2 separate regions of the Gasterosteus aculeatus genome follow, and region 2 is linked to region 1. The links are chromatin contacts, called in public Hi-C maps. All regions are on one chromosome and are shown on one strand. The core of a region is the stretch at or near the end of the contact, and the rest is flanking DNA. Distances in the headings are between cores, read along the strand shown.

Region 1 (6,851 bases), core at 1,228-3,727:
ATTACTGGATATTGGAGTGATTGTGAGCTTTGAATATGCTGGCGAGCAGAGTTTGTTAACTTCAGACAGAGCTGGATGTTTCACCTGTTATGCTAAGCTAGGCTAACCGGGACCAGCTTCATACATACCGCACAGACATAAACGCGGTGTCAATATCCTTGTCCAACTCTCAGAAGGAACGCAAACAAGTGTGTTTCCCTGGGTTTCAAAGGCTTCCCTTTAACGGATTCGTTTCCCTTCTCAGCTGTTCTGTTACATTATGAGTTGTTGTGCCGCTGTTGAGCGAAAAACCCTCCAAACGTAAAGCTAGTTTAATGTTTGCATCATTGGTGTGGTCAGAAACGATTCGAGAGCGTCTGCTGGGCGCGGCCATCTGTTCGCTTGTCTCCACTAGCCGGACTGCAGTTGTGTCATCATACGGGCAAAAGGCCGACATCTCCTCTGATTCGAGAACAGTGCAAACACACAGATAAATAGTAACATTACAAGGATTTGTTCGTCATCTTCATCAGGAAGGATGCAATTTAAGTGTCATTTGGGTTATTCAGGAAACAATTCAAATCAATTAAACTAGTAATTGGGTTTAAGGGGAACTATAGAACTGGAAATTCCCTCTTAAGGTCTTCATTTCCTTTGGCTATAGATGTTCAAATCAGAGGAGACAGCAACAAGAAACCACACCTCATTCCACAGCCAGCCGGAGCCAGGCCGGACCCGTCTAGTGGAGACGAGACAAGTTATTCGTCCTTGGCGACTGCGTCATGTTGCCCGTCCTGCGGTGAAACCCTCTGCAGCACCAACAGACCGGAGAAGGTCAGGGAGATGCCGACCCACCACAACGTTATCTGGGCTTCACCAAAGATCAGCTGGCCAAGAAAAGCCTGCGGGGGACAAAAATAATGAATCTGGGTGTCTTCATTACAAAAGGAAATCACTCTCTCCAATTTCATTAAAATAACCGGTGAGAAGGATGCCTTCAGGGAACATGTGAAACAGGGAGTTGAATATAGTCCACTCTATTTTCTAAACGAACGCAGCTTACAGAAGGACAAAAGTGACTGAAATGAACGGTTTTCTATGAGGCTTAGAGGACACGTGGCGGCAGACTACATGGGCGTGTGGGAGGTGCTACGAGAGGATGAGACTGTTACTTACGGAAGATATGAAGTTGGAGGCGGTGGTGGTCACAGTGGTTTGGGTGGAGGAAGAGGAGTACCTGAGTGCTTTAGCGAGGAAGGTCCACATGACGGCATTGCAGGTGAAAAGCAGCCCGCCACACAGCAGCCTCAGAGGGATGTGAAGCTGCAGAACGACAACATGCCCATTGATTTGTGTGCGCCTTCATGCATAAACTGAGCATCATAGAGACGCAGGTACAAGGGGCATCGACAATTGTACCTCAGTACACTACGTTACATTCAAACATTGCAAATATTCTTGTAAAGAATGAATTATATCAGTGACCGCATTATAATACCATCCGCATTACACGGTTTAGGAAATCCCAGATGGTGCATATTGGGAGCGTTTTGTGTTACTCGTTTCTAGCGGTGGTAAACCTCGGATGTTCCAACACTAAATAGGAATCCAGACTGCCGTCTGCAGACGTCGGTGACATCATCCTGTGACGTGTGCGCGCGGCGTGAAGGTCACTGTGCAGAGGGTCACAACACGACACCTGAACACCTTCTCAGAAAGAAACCCTCCCCTCATATATATGTATAATATAGATATATAGATATAGCTATATATAACCTCCCCATCCTCTCCACCCCGTTCGCTCCTCGCGGTGAAGATCACCCACGCGGAGACGCCTCACCCGGTCGCAGGCGGTTGTTTCGTCCGCGTGCCTGAATTTCCGCTGCTCGCCCCACGTCCGGAGTCCGGTTTCGCAGACCCCCTTCAGGTAGTCCGCTCCGAGGGACAGCTTGGCCGACGAAGACGCCACGGCCCCGAGGAAACCCGCCAGCAGCGCGTAGACAACTCCCGGCAACATGACGGCGACGAGCCGAGACGCATTGTTTTCTGATCCGCCGTTTACGTTTCTGTCGCCGCCTGCCTGCTCCGTGCGCGCGCGTGCGTGTGTGCCTGCTCCGTGCGCGCGCGCGCGTGCGTGCGTGTGGCACGTCTTCTTGCACCGTCTCCAGACGTCCGTCCGGTGGCGGTGTCACACATGGTCCACGCGTAGCAGCGCCGTGGTTGGATTAATGTTGCATTCTGGGAAAGGTAGTTCCATCATGCTGCAACCTTAACTGAGTGAAGGATGAGTTTGAGGCAGCTGCGAGATACAGTTGTGTAGCCTCTGTAAAGAGATTAAGCGGATCATTAGAGAATACATTGGAGTACTCCGTATTCTTCTTTGGTATTTAGCCTAAGAGGCTAATAGGGGCCAATCGATGCTAATCTAATGCCCTTGTGTGTGGGCACAGCCTACAGTAACGTATGACCTCTGTTCCCTGCAGCATACTGATGAGCTGCATTATAAAGGTGCATTGCATGAAAACACACTGGGTGCACGAGGGATGGATGGATAAGAGAGAGAGAGTGTGTGTCTGTGTGTGTGAGGGTGCAGTAGGACAGCAGATGCTCACACACGTGATCCTCATCTCCTCTCGTCTGTGCCCTTTAAAGAGAGACGAGCCCGTCAGAAAGGGTGAACCAGAACCAAACTAACCTTTTCTCCTAATTAGGAATGGAAAATGGAGTCATCGCCGTGAATGTGCGGTTTGGACTGAATTGTATTAATCTGAGCATGAAAGACAGACATTCGTCTCTTCATCACACTCGGCAGGCACCAAAAAGAAAGAAAGGTCTCAGTGTTGTAGTGGACTTAAAGACAATAATAACTTCAATCAAATAAAAATAAATCAATCTGGCAGTAAGATTTATGCTCTGACAAACGGAAAACAAAATCTTATTTCTGAGACAGAATGTTGGGTTATTGTTTTATTTGGCTACAAATGGAAAATAGTTTATATTAAGCTGAATAGTGAATAATAATTGATGAACTGGAATAATGCCCAGACGCATAAAGGTTTAAAGGTTTATTTGAGCCTTTTTATACTGATTATTTACTGAACTATAGACCATATTATCTCAAACAAAATGTAGATAATTTGCTATAACTTTGAATTGTCTTATGGGGATGTGGTTGTGAAATGCACAACGATAAAAAGCACAATAAAGTCAGTTTACAACTGTATCTGAATTGACCCAACAATCAATTGTGTGATTCAGCGACAGCCCACTTTATTTAACATGGACACCACTACCAACATGTCAGTTTGTCCCGTTAGCCGGTAACTCCTCCACTGTGATGGCGTGCCAAGTAATCGGTTCTGAGGGCGTTTACTTAAAAAATCTGGGGTCACCAGCGACCCCAGATTCGAGAAAGGGGGGGGGCGCAATTGTCAAGTTGTTTTCAGGTGATACCATTAGCATTATTTACATCCTGTGAGAAAGGGGCCTATTAGCTGTCTGTCTGTTTGACTGTCTGAACGTGCAGAGATGGAGGTGGTGATTCACAAACTGCGAGAGCAGTAACTGCACTCACAGTCTTGACCATATAGTATCTACCTTTTGTTTAGTATGGGCAGAACAACCCTCTAAAGGAAATGTGATCACGTCCTGAAGGTGACCCTCACCGTTTCATCCTGATGAAATGTAAAAGCCGAGTTGGCTTTTCAGGCCAGCAGGTGTCTCCAACGTGCTTCAGACAAATACGTCCACATTCAACTCGACCTCATGCAAATAACTCACTCTGAGGCAGCGATTTGCTTGAAATACAACCTGGTTGCTTTGGTGACCTCGTAACATAACTGCAGGGATTACGCAAGGCCACAACAATGCAGGGCCAGAGCTTGTGTTATTTGCAGTGAACCAAAAGAACCTTGTGACAGTGCAGAAGGAAAGCAGCAAGGTGTCTCTGTCAGAAGGCTCCCCGCTCTCATCCTCCCTGGAACAAGTTTAAGGGAAATGACCGTCCTCCGCCTGTCACATTTTGACACCCGTCCTCCGCCTGGAGTCTCTGCTTAGCAGGACAAAGTCTGAGGAGCCATTAGCTATTATTCCTACTTGTAGTTTCCAGCATGAAGCTCCTCTGACAAATACCACAGTGCAAATTGGCGGTCCGGTCCCTTATGCTCCTGTTCAATGGAGCGATAATTAAGCCCACGGAGGGTTTTCAACTGAAAGTCTATCGCTGCCTTGCAGTGCCTTCTTTCACCTCTTCAGCTTCTGGTCCTGTACAGTGATTAAATAAGAAGAAGACAAATACCACCCTCAGAGTGAAGGGTTCATTAGTGGAACCATTTCAACTCTTTAAAGCTGTCAATTGCTCGCAGTAGATTCTGACAAATGAATGGATACATTCTTTAAAATGATTTTCTCTTTGTTATTGCTTCATTTAATCTCAAGGTAAAACTTCTTGAGAAAGCCTTATAGCTCATGCTACACACCAAGCTGAAGCTCTGGTGCTTTGGTCCCTCTCTGTTTCCGGATCCCATGAGCTCTTTTTTCAGAAGTGCAGAGAAGATGCCACGGACACCAGACACTGCGAAATACAGACATGTTACCCTGATGGGCGTTTTGCACATTGTGTGAACTCGCTTGGCAAGTTCTTCAAAGTAACAAAGTCACAGTTCTTATGAAAAAACTCCTTAACTATAACTGAACGTATAGGAACTTGAACACTTTTTATCAGAATCATACTTTGTGGCATGTGCTACTAATGAATTGGAATATTTTAGCTATCTCATACTGTTGCTTTTAAACAGTGCAGCAGAGCTTTAACAAAAAAGTGAACAAATTACAATAATGGGACGAGTACACTGTTTTCTAGAATTGTTTGGGTTTTTATTTCTAATTGTTCGCGATATTTGCAGAGTACCGGCCTGATACCAGGGCTTTAAAAACAGGTCAAAGGTCAGGTCACGATTTCCTCAAATTAATGTTTTAATGCTGTGAAAACAAATCTTTTCCTAAACAACTGTACTTATTCAAGTGTCTTGCCCAAACTTCCTTTCACAAGATTAGATTTGAACACACTGTGATAATATTATAACCTATTATAACGTAGGATAAAGCATAAACACATCATAATGTAACTGATTGCAAGCTCTGTTAGTGTTATCTAGCCGAGCAGGAGAGTCCTGCCCAGTTAAGGTTATGAATGGATCAGGTGGCGCGTGTCACGTGTTGCTGTTGCAGAAGTTGGCTGATAAAAGAAATGACATTGTGATATCTGATCGTGCAAAGACTTGCATACTTGCAGATTCCATCCTATGCTGTCATGTCATTTACAATGCTTGTTTTGGTATCTAAACACAGTTTTTCACTTGTACGATATAAAAAATTAAAGTGCCTTGGCTTTCTTTTAACATCAATACACAGGGCAGTTGTGTTTACGGTCTTTTAGACCCTGGTCTAAATTAGCCATCATCTTTCCTGCAGAGCTTTTTAAAGTTGTTCTGACCTTCCAAGTAGCGTCCGTATGACGCTATCTGAAGTGTGACCATTACAGCCTCCACATCCATCTCTGTGTATCAGGAAGCCGTATTATTTAGCTGCCTTGATGAATATGCACGACTTCATCCATCAGCCCCATGGACAGAGGCAGCATGCTGAGAAGTCAAATATTCACTCACAGGCAGACACACACCCTTGAACTATGAAATGACTCCTGCTCTCAGTTTACCGTCTTATACACAACGACACACACACCTACACACACACACACACACACACACACACACACACACAGGTTTATGACCTTGTCAGCTTTGCAGGGTGTACAGTCCCTTCCAGTCCATTAAGTAGTAGCAAGGTTGCCGGGTTTTGTGAATAATACAGGCTGTTGTTCAAACATGGGCAAGCTTTTAGCAAGTCAAGCATCACATGTAACTTATAATGAGACAGACAGAACCCTCTCATTGAGAAAATGACCTGAAACTGAATAAACCAAACAACTGTAAGATTAATTTACAAAAAAAACAAAGTAAGAGCCGAAAGGGAGTCATTTTTATTCAAGACATGTTGGCTGGCAGCAGAGTTTAGATAAAATGTTCCCAAAACATGCAGAGCTCATCTCAGTCTCTGCCAGGAACAATTAGACCAGGTGGGGAATGCTAATCCCATGTAGCTGTTCTCTGCGAACGCAGCGCCAGCGGACACATAGAAACAAACGGGTCGGTCGCGTTCCTCGGTACGTTCCAATGTGGCTTTTGATTTGGAGTCTCAGTCTCAGAGGAGGAGATGTGGTTTGAGGATGTGATGAGGATGCAGATATCAGTCAGGGACAAGGATGGACGAGCTCACCCAGACGAGATGGCTGAGCTTTTGTTATAATTCTGACTCCCCTAAAATGAACTCTGCTACTCGGCAAAACTCCTCATTCTTACACTTATTACGGATGCCTTTCAGATGCCAGGATCAATTAAAAGCTGTAAAATATTATGCCGTGGAGGCATTAGAACTGAGAGTGTGTGCTGACGGAGGACCTCCGTGCTCGACTTCATCTTTAAAAACGGGTTCCTCTCATTCAGCCACAGGAGCACCAGTGAGGTGTTGGATGAGAACAAGGGCACCGCCGCCTTCCCACATTCTGGATGAAACACACTGTTTTGTAAAATATCATTCAGCCTTTCTCATTTCCCAACTTTGTGACACCTCAATTCCTCGCTTATCCATCCACCTGTTTGTGACACGGACATCGATCTCAGCGTTAAAGGACATCCCAATTCCTTCAATGCATCTCGAGGAATAAGGATGGAGGAGGCTGCGTGTAGGTGGCGAGGAGCTATGAGGACACATTGGTGGATTCTTGGCGGAGTCTTTCAACCTTAGTAGACGGA
Region 2 (6,851 bases), core at 1,636-4,135, 46 kb after region 1:
GAAAAATGTCAATGTTTATAGTGAACTTTTTATCGCACTAGAAGGTTGAACTTGGTCTTAGCATTTGTAGAACAGAGGGTGGAGACAAGTGGAAATATGATTGATAGGAAATGCACGACGAGTAATAGTGTTACAATGGAATGAATGTCTAATCAAATATCATTCTGAAGCCTTTACGCTTTGACCTTTTAACCCTTAACCACTGTTGATTCAAATACTCTAATGCAGGAGTCCAAACCTTTTTTCTAAGAGGGCCGGATTTGATGACGTGAGGATGCCTGTGGGCCAATAGTCCATTCTTACCCTTTTAAACCATAAAAGTTGCACATTTTCATTGTCACAATCATATTTTTGTATTATTTTATTATTTTTCAAACTGCAATGTAGCCAAATACAAGCCACACCGGCAGGCGTGAACAACTCTTAAAGACACAATTCTGCGTTTCATTCATATGAGAGTCAAATAACGTTGAACAAACTGTACCCACCTTACGCTTCCATCAAGTTGATCAATGTGTTCATGATCATTTTAAACACGAGTCAGAAGTAATGCTGTCTGTCAAAGGAGGAATTGCATTAGTAAGTTTTATGATTTATTTGGGGGCCATAAATGATACATACATAGCGAATGTGGGGGCCGTATGGAATCTGACTGCGGGCCATGATCGGCCCCCGGGCCGGACTTTGGACACCCCTGCACTAATGCATTATTATTACCCACCTGTGGACAAGTTGGACTGCATTAAGAAGTCGTTGCTGATGACGCTGCTCCAGTTACTGGAGGGTTTCTGCTGAGATGCTCGGGCCTCTCGGGCCATGAGTTCCTGTCCAAAGCCTCTTTAATTAGTTAGAACCCCTGGAATGAGAACACCCCCCCCCCCCCCTCCCCCCCCACACTTATATACCTATCAAGGACCAGGGAGGCCTGTACAAGCACGCCATCCCCCGCGTGTGTCTTTTGTTTTGTATGTGTGTGGGTGTGCTCATTGAGTATGAAGCTTTTTGCATGCATGCATGAAATATTCAGGTAACTGAGAGGCTCCTGATCCCATCATCTATCTTTCTTCAGTGCTCTGCGAGATGATGATGATGCTGCGTGTTTCGCTTCACGTTCTGTTCCTTCATTCTTTTTTTCTTTTTTTTTAACCAGTTGTAGCTTCCCTTGAATAAGGTATTTGCTACAAGACACACATGCACTGCAGTGTTCACCCTACTATTATACAGGGGGGGGAGGCTTGTTTTCTTATTGGGTTTGTTCTCCAGTTCAAAGCTGCAACACAAACACGGACACGACTTCTTACCTCTTTGACCAGAGCGCACGTAGAGGCATTGTGCCGTCTGCTGAGGGCTGTGAAGTAAACAAGAGGCACTCTGGGTGCCAAAATAAATGCTGCGCTTCTTTTGGTGTTTATAAGCTGCTTCTGTAACCTAAAGTAAACTAAGTCTGTCCTCCGTGTGACTGCATCATTGGCAGAATCTTCCTCCTTTGCCTGGCAGAATTTTGTTTTGTTTTTTAAAGCAATTTACCCCCTTTTTGCTCCTTGTCTCTTAAGTTGCCAGTAAAGTGTAACATTGATCTTTTGGATTGTGTCCTTTTAGAGGCTATTAAAATATCTTGAAACATAGAATAATGCCTGCATGATCATCTCAAAGCGAGCTCTAAAGGAGGAATCTGTTTTTTTACATTTTCTATTTCTCTTTGTGATTTCTCAGCACCTCCCGGGGCTGGAGGACATCGACCCCATGGAGGAGGTGACGGACACGGAGGACAACGACGAGGAGGACCTGGGTGTCCTGGACGACCAGCGGAGCGTCATTCTCCACCTGCTCTCCCAGCTCAAACTGGGCATGGACCTCACGCGGGTAACGCACCTTTGAACGACGCCACAGACACGTGAATATAAACGTTTTGAGTGTGTGTGTGTGACTTTTAAAGCCGTGTCCTCTGGGTTTCGCAGGTGGTTCTGCCAACCTTCATTTTGGAAAAGCGATCACTGCTGGAGATGTACGCCAACTTCATGGCCCACCCGGACATGTTCCTGTCAATCACAGCGGGGGCCACCGCTGAGGACCGGATAGTGCGCTTTGTCGAGTACTACCTGACCGCCTTCCACGAGGGGCGCAAAGGCGCCGTGGCCAAGAAGCCCTACAACCCCGTGCTGGGGGAGACCTTCCACTGCTCCTGGGAAGTGCCTCGGGACAAGGTCAGACCGCCGGTCCGGTCCGGCCAGGGCTCCTCCGGCAACGCGCAGCAGGCCGAGGATTCGCCCGCAGAATGCTACCGAGTTCGCTTCGTGGCCGAGCAGGTGTCCCATCACCCGCCGGTGTCGGGGTTTTACTGCGAGTGCCGGGAGAAGAGCATGTGCGTCAGTGCCCACGTGTGGACCAAGAGCAAGTTCATGGGGATGTCCATCGGAGTGTCCATGGTGGGAGAAGGTGAGCTCACCCGTAACATGGGATGTATAAATGGTCACACACACTAAAGCAGGGCTTAAGTTTTAATGTTTTATACCGTTACACTTATATATGCTGTCTGCATACTGGAGTATATTGCTAAGCTTTATTTATTTATACAAGATAGGTTGTTCGAGCACAAATGTTCTTTTACTGCAGCATCCTGTTGAGTTAAATTACAAAATGACAGGACTGACAAGCATATAATTACTGCAGAAATTCTACAGTACAGGCGGATACACAAAATATCTTGTGCTTAATATTACAGAAAATATATTTTTTAATACTACGGCCCCATGAAATGACAAAGCTCCAAACAAAACCAGGGCCCTTTAAATACAGCGCACCTTTTGTAACATGATACCTGTGCAAGCTGAATATTTCCTTTAATCAGCCCTTTGGTTGAAGAACACGGTCACAGTGGAAATCAATACGTCGGCCCGCGCTGCCCGCCGCGCGCAGCACGAGTCACCCTGAGCGCAGGAAGTCCTTCAGCCAAATCCACTGCACCCATTCAGTAAATCAATACCGCTTTGTCGGGCTTCACTGTGCCTCGGACCACCTGTGTGCAGCGTCACGGTGGCGGCCCTCATGTTGTGTGTTTTCTCACTGATTGGCAGGGATTCAGCAACAAAAAATGAAACATTAGTGCATCTGCTTTGACCCCTGTGATCAGCCGCTAGGAAGGATACATACTCAATTATTACACACCAGTCAACAGTTCAACATTGAAATATGTAGGAAGGGTAGATTCTGATGGCCGGTGTGAAGTGTGAGTGGTATCTTCATCTATTGTGCAGACATGAGCGGTTTTGGTCTCATCTAACTGAGCATTTATTTCTCTGCACTATTGAAGTTGATCATTCAGACAAATTAACGGAAACATTGTTCTTTCTACCCGCTACTACTTTATTTGAAATTTAGCACAGTATTGGGAAAGGACTCGTGCCAAATGAGTTAAAAAATACAGTGGATCAATAATAGGAACAAATCCAATTAATTCAGTTTGACACAGAGCTTCTTGAAATGTATTTATTTGTATCTGTTCTATCTGTTCTATTATAAAGCCTCTTATGAACGCAAGGCCTGAAGGAGATGTTCACATGTTCTTCAGTGAGTTATTTGTGCTGACAACTTTATTATTGTAATAGAAAACCATTATTGCTGCCTGCAATCTCTTTAAATAATGTTAGTCGTTATTGCTTATACACGGGACATGAAATGTAATATCAACCGTATGAGAGAGTCATTAGATTTAAGTTAATTTTTCATGTAGGATATTTAATTTGAGTGTACAAATGTCTGACAAGTGCAAAATTTAAATATTTTACAGCCGCATCACTAGCCAGGAACCTTTTATGTATCAGCCTCAAATCCTGCAACATTTGATCGGAAAAACGGACAAATTATTACAGAACATCTTTTGAGTTATTCGCTTCCCTAAGAAAATGTTTTTGTACATTACGGTGCATCTGAAAGAGGTTTCCCTTACAGGGGTGCTGTGCCTCTTGGAGCACGATGAGGAGTACGTCTTCACGTTGCCGTGTGCCTACGCTCGCTCCATCCTCACTGTGCCCTGGGTGGAGCTGGGAGGCAAAGTCTCCATCAACTGCGTCAAGAGCGGCTACTCCGCCACCGTCACTTTCCAAACTAAACCTTTCTACGGAGGGAAGGTGCACAGGTGAGCGTTTCCCTGCCTGTACGTCAAATAAACCCCAATAGTCAGTATGGGATTTGGGAAGTTAGTCATAGTACGGTTTAACCATGAAAATGAAGTCTTGGTATTTAGTACAGCGTTGTTCAATTGAAATCTACAGTTGCAATCAATTATTCAACCCCCCCCATTGCACATTAGGTTTATTGGCAAAATACGCAATTTCTCAGCTGTTTGCAATAAACAAATTACACAATCATTGTTCAAGTAGTTTAATGAAACTAATATTACAAATGTTTTATCCAAATTTAACACAATGCTATTTTTAATGAATTTACTGCAGTCTCAAAATGATTCAACCCCTTCATGACAAGCATCTTCAGTACTTAGAGCACCCTTTTGCTGTTATGACCTGCTGCAAACGTGATGCATAGCCAGACACCAGCTTCTGACAGCGTTCCTGAGGAATCTTAGCCCGTTCCTCACGGGCAATGGCCTCCAGTTCAGTAATATTCTTTGGTGTGCGTTTTGCAACCGCCTTCTTCAAATCCCCCCAGAGATTTTCGATGGGGTTCAAGTCAGGCGACTGTGACGGCCACTCTAGAATCTTCCTTTGCTTCTTCTGAAACCAAGCCTTGGTGGACTTTGAGGTACGCTTGGGATCATTGTCCTGTTGGAAGGTCCAATGACGCCCAAGTTTCAGCTTCATCACAGACAACATTCCGTTTTTTCCTAAAGATTTCCTGATATTTGACTGAATCCATCGTGCCCTCCACACGCTGCCAGTGCCGGAGGCAGCAAAGCAGCACTGAGCAACCGCCATGCTTCACTGTAGGGGCGTGTTCTTCTTCCTCCAGACATAGCGCTGATCCATAGAACCAAATAGTTCTAGTTTTCCAAAACTTCGGTGGCTTATTCATATGGTTTTCAGCATATTGGAGGAGACTTTTCTTGTGCTTTTGGGTCAGTAGTGGTGTGCGTCTTGGAGTCCAGACATGGAACCCGTCAGTGTTTAGTATGCGCCTTACTGTGCAAACTGAAACCTCAGTGCCTGCTGCCACCAAGTCTTGCTGCAGGTGTTTTGCAGTCACTCGAGGGTTTTTGACCACTTGCCTCCTCAGGAATCTGGTGGCAGCCGCTGATAGTTTCCTCTTTCTGCCACGTCCAGGTAGTGTAGCCACTGTTCCTTCATCTTTGAACTTGCAAACTATGCTTGCAACTGTATTTCTAGGGACATTCAGTGCTTCTGCATCCTTTTCCTTGTTTGTGCAAGGCAATGAGCTCTCCTCTGAACTTTTTGGACAATTTTTGACTTGGGATTTGTTTGCATTTTAGAAATATGCCTGAGCCAGACCAGGTATTTATGTGTTCTATCTCTAGCACACCTGAACTAATTAGTAACCTTGATTGCACCAGGTGTGCTTGATACAGGAAGTTGAATCATTTCAAAGGGTGCGCTAAGTACTGAAGATGCTGGTCACGAAGGGGTTGAATCATTTAGCAAAGTAGCATTTTGTGTTGAATTTGGATAAAACCTTTGTAATATTTTCATTAAACTACTTAAACAATTCTTGTGTAATTTGTTTATTGCAAACAGCTGAGAAATTGTATATTTTGCCAATAAACCTAATGTGCAATGGGGGGGGTTGAATAATTTTGATTGCAACTGTAATCAAAAAACGAATAGTCTTTGCCCGGCAGCTTTAAATTGATTTCAAGACAGTTATTATTCTCATCCGCCAAAAAGAAAAGTGTGCAGGGACCCAATGTGAGGTTTTGAAAACCACCAGCGTCACCTTTGGGCCATGACGACTCATTTTTGATGAACTTTTCGGTTCCTGAATAAAGATATTGGATTGCTGAGAAAGCCCCAGTATGGTATAAGTCAGTATATTCAAAATAAATGAGGATAATGTATTATTGTTTAAGACTGGGTTTTAAATACATTATGTACTGAATCCCCCAACAGTTCACGTCGCATAGAATATGGCAGACAACCAAACAAAGGAGATCAGCATCACCAGTCCAACGTTCCTTTGCATGTCTTGTCTTCCTGTGAGCAAACACCAGATGTTCAAGTAGCCTTGTGCCCGAGCCGGGTGAGCTTATTCTGCCTGGGATCAAAAACAACTGAATAAATGTTTAACCGTCTCCGCTTGGCTTCCTCAGAGTGACTGCAGAGGTCAAACACAATCCGACCAACACCATCGTGTGCAAAGCCCAGGGCGAGTGGAACGGCACGCTGGAGTTCACGTACAGCAGCGGGGAGACCAAAGTGATCGACACGGCCAAACTCCCCGTCACCCGCAAGGAACTGCGGCCTGTAGAGAAACAGGGGCGGACAGAATCCAGGTGAAAACCCGTTAGAAAATGACACCAGGCCGGCACTGAGTGAGGCGCGTGTGAACGTGTCGTTTCTGACCTGCTCGTAGGCGGTTGTGGCAACATGTCACCAAGTCGCTGAAGGAAGGGAACATGGACGAGGCCACGGAGAACAAACACCGGCTGGAGGAGCGACAGAGAGGGGAGGAGAGACAGAGAGCGGCCGACAACCAACCCTGGACTCCTAAATACTTCACCAAGGAGGTACATGGACGTCTTAGAGCCGCCCAATAATGTCAGAAATCACCTCCGATTTACACGATGCACAGTAATTACTATTTGTCATTGTGTCTAAACATCAGGAAGATACAATGTTAATTAATGATTCATTACTTCTGTTATAGCCTGAGAATCTTGTGTA

Evidence for each region. Hi-C and Micro-C count contacts between places; a contact is called where the count stands out from the background.
Region 2: a contact with region 1 is called in a Hi-C map of skeletal muscle, with 4 times the contacts expected there. The contact joins the enhancer-like site here to the promoter of LOC120826334 in region 1. A contact is called at or near these places in 4 of 6 Hi-C or Micro-C datasets (skeletal muscle, tail fin and whole body).

Annotation. Positions count from the first base shown.
Region 1 is chr10:6,131,757-6,138,607 of fGasAcu3.hap1.1, forward strand. LOC120826334 (transmembrane protein 42) reads right to left here and starts at 2,478. Exons shown (of 3, transcript XM_040188514.2): 1 at 1,820-2,478; 2 at 1,156-1,302; 3 at 1-881. The coding sequence starts at 1,996. The coding sequence ends at 738.
Region 2 is chr10:6,177,111-6,183,961 of fGasAcu3.hap1.1, forward strand. LOC120826198 (oxysterol-binding protein-related protein 10) reads left to right here. Exons shown (of 14, transcript XR_013450984.1): 8 at 1,714-1,863; 9 at 1,959-2,436; 10 at 3,949-4,135; 11 at 6,278-6,460; 12 at 6,541-6,694. Among protein-coding and RNA genes, the nearest start is that of LOC120826198, 39 kb to the left of the region's middle. Within about 2 kb of position 2,886, at least 1 of the 9 cell types and tissues checked has open chromatin away from gene starts, as enhancers often do.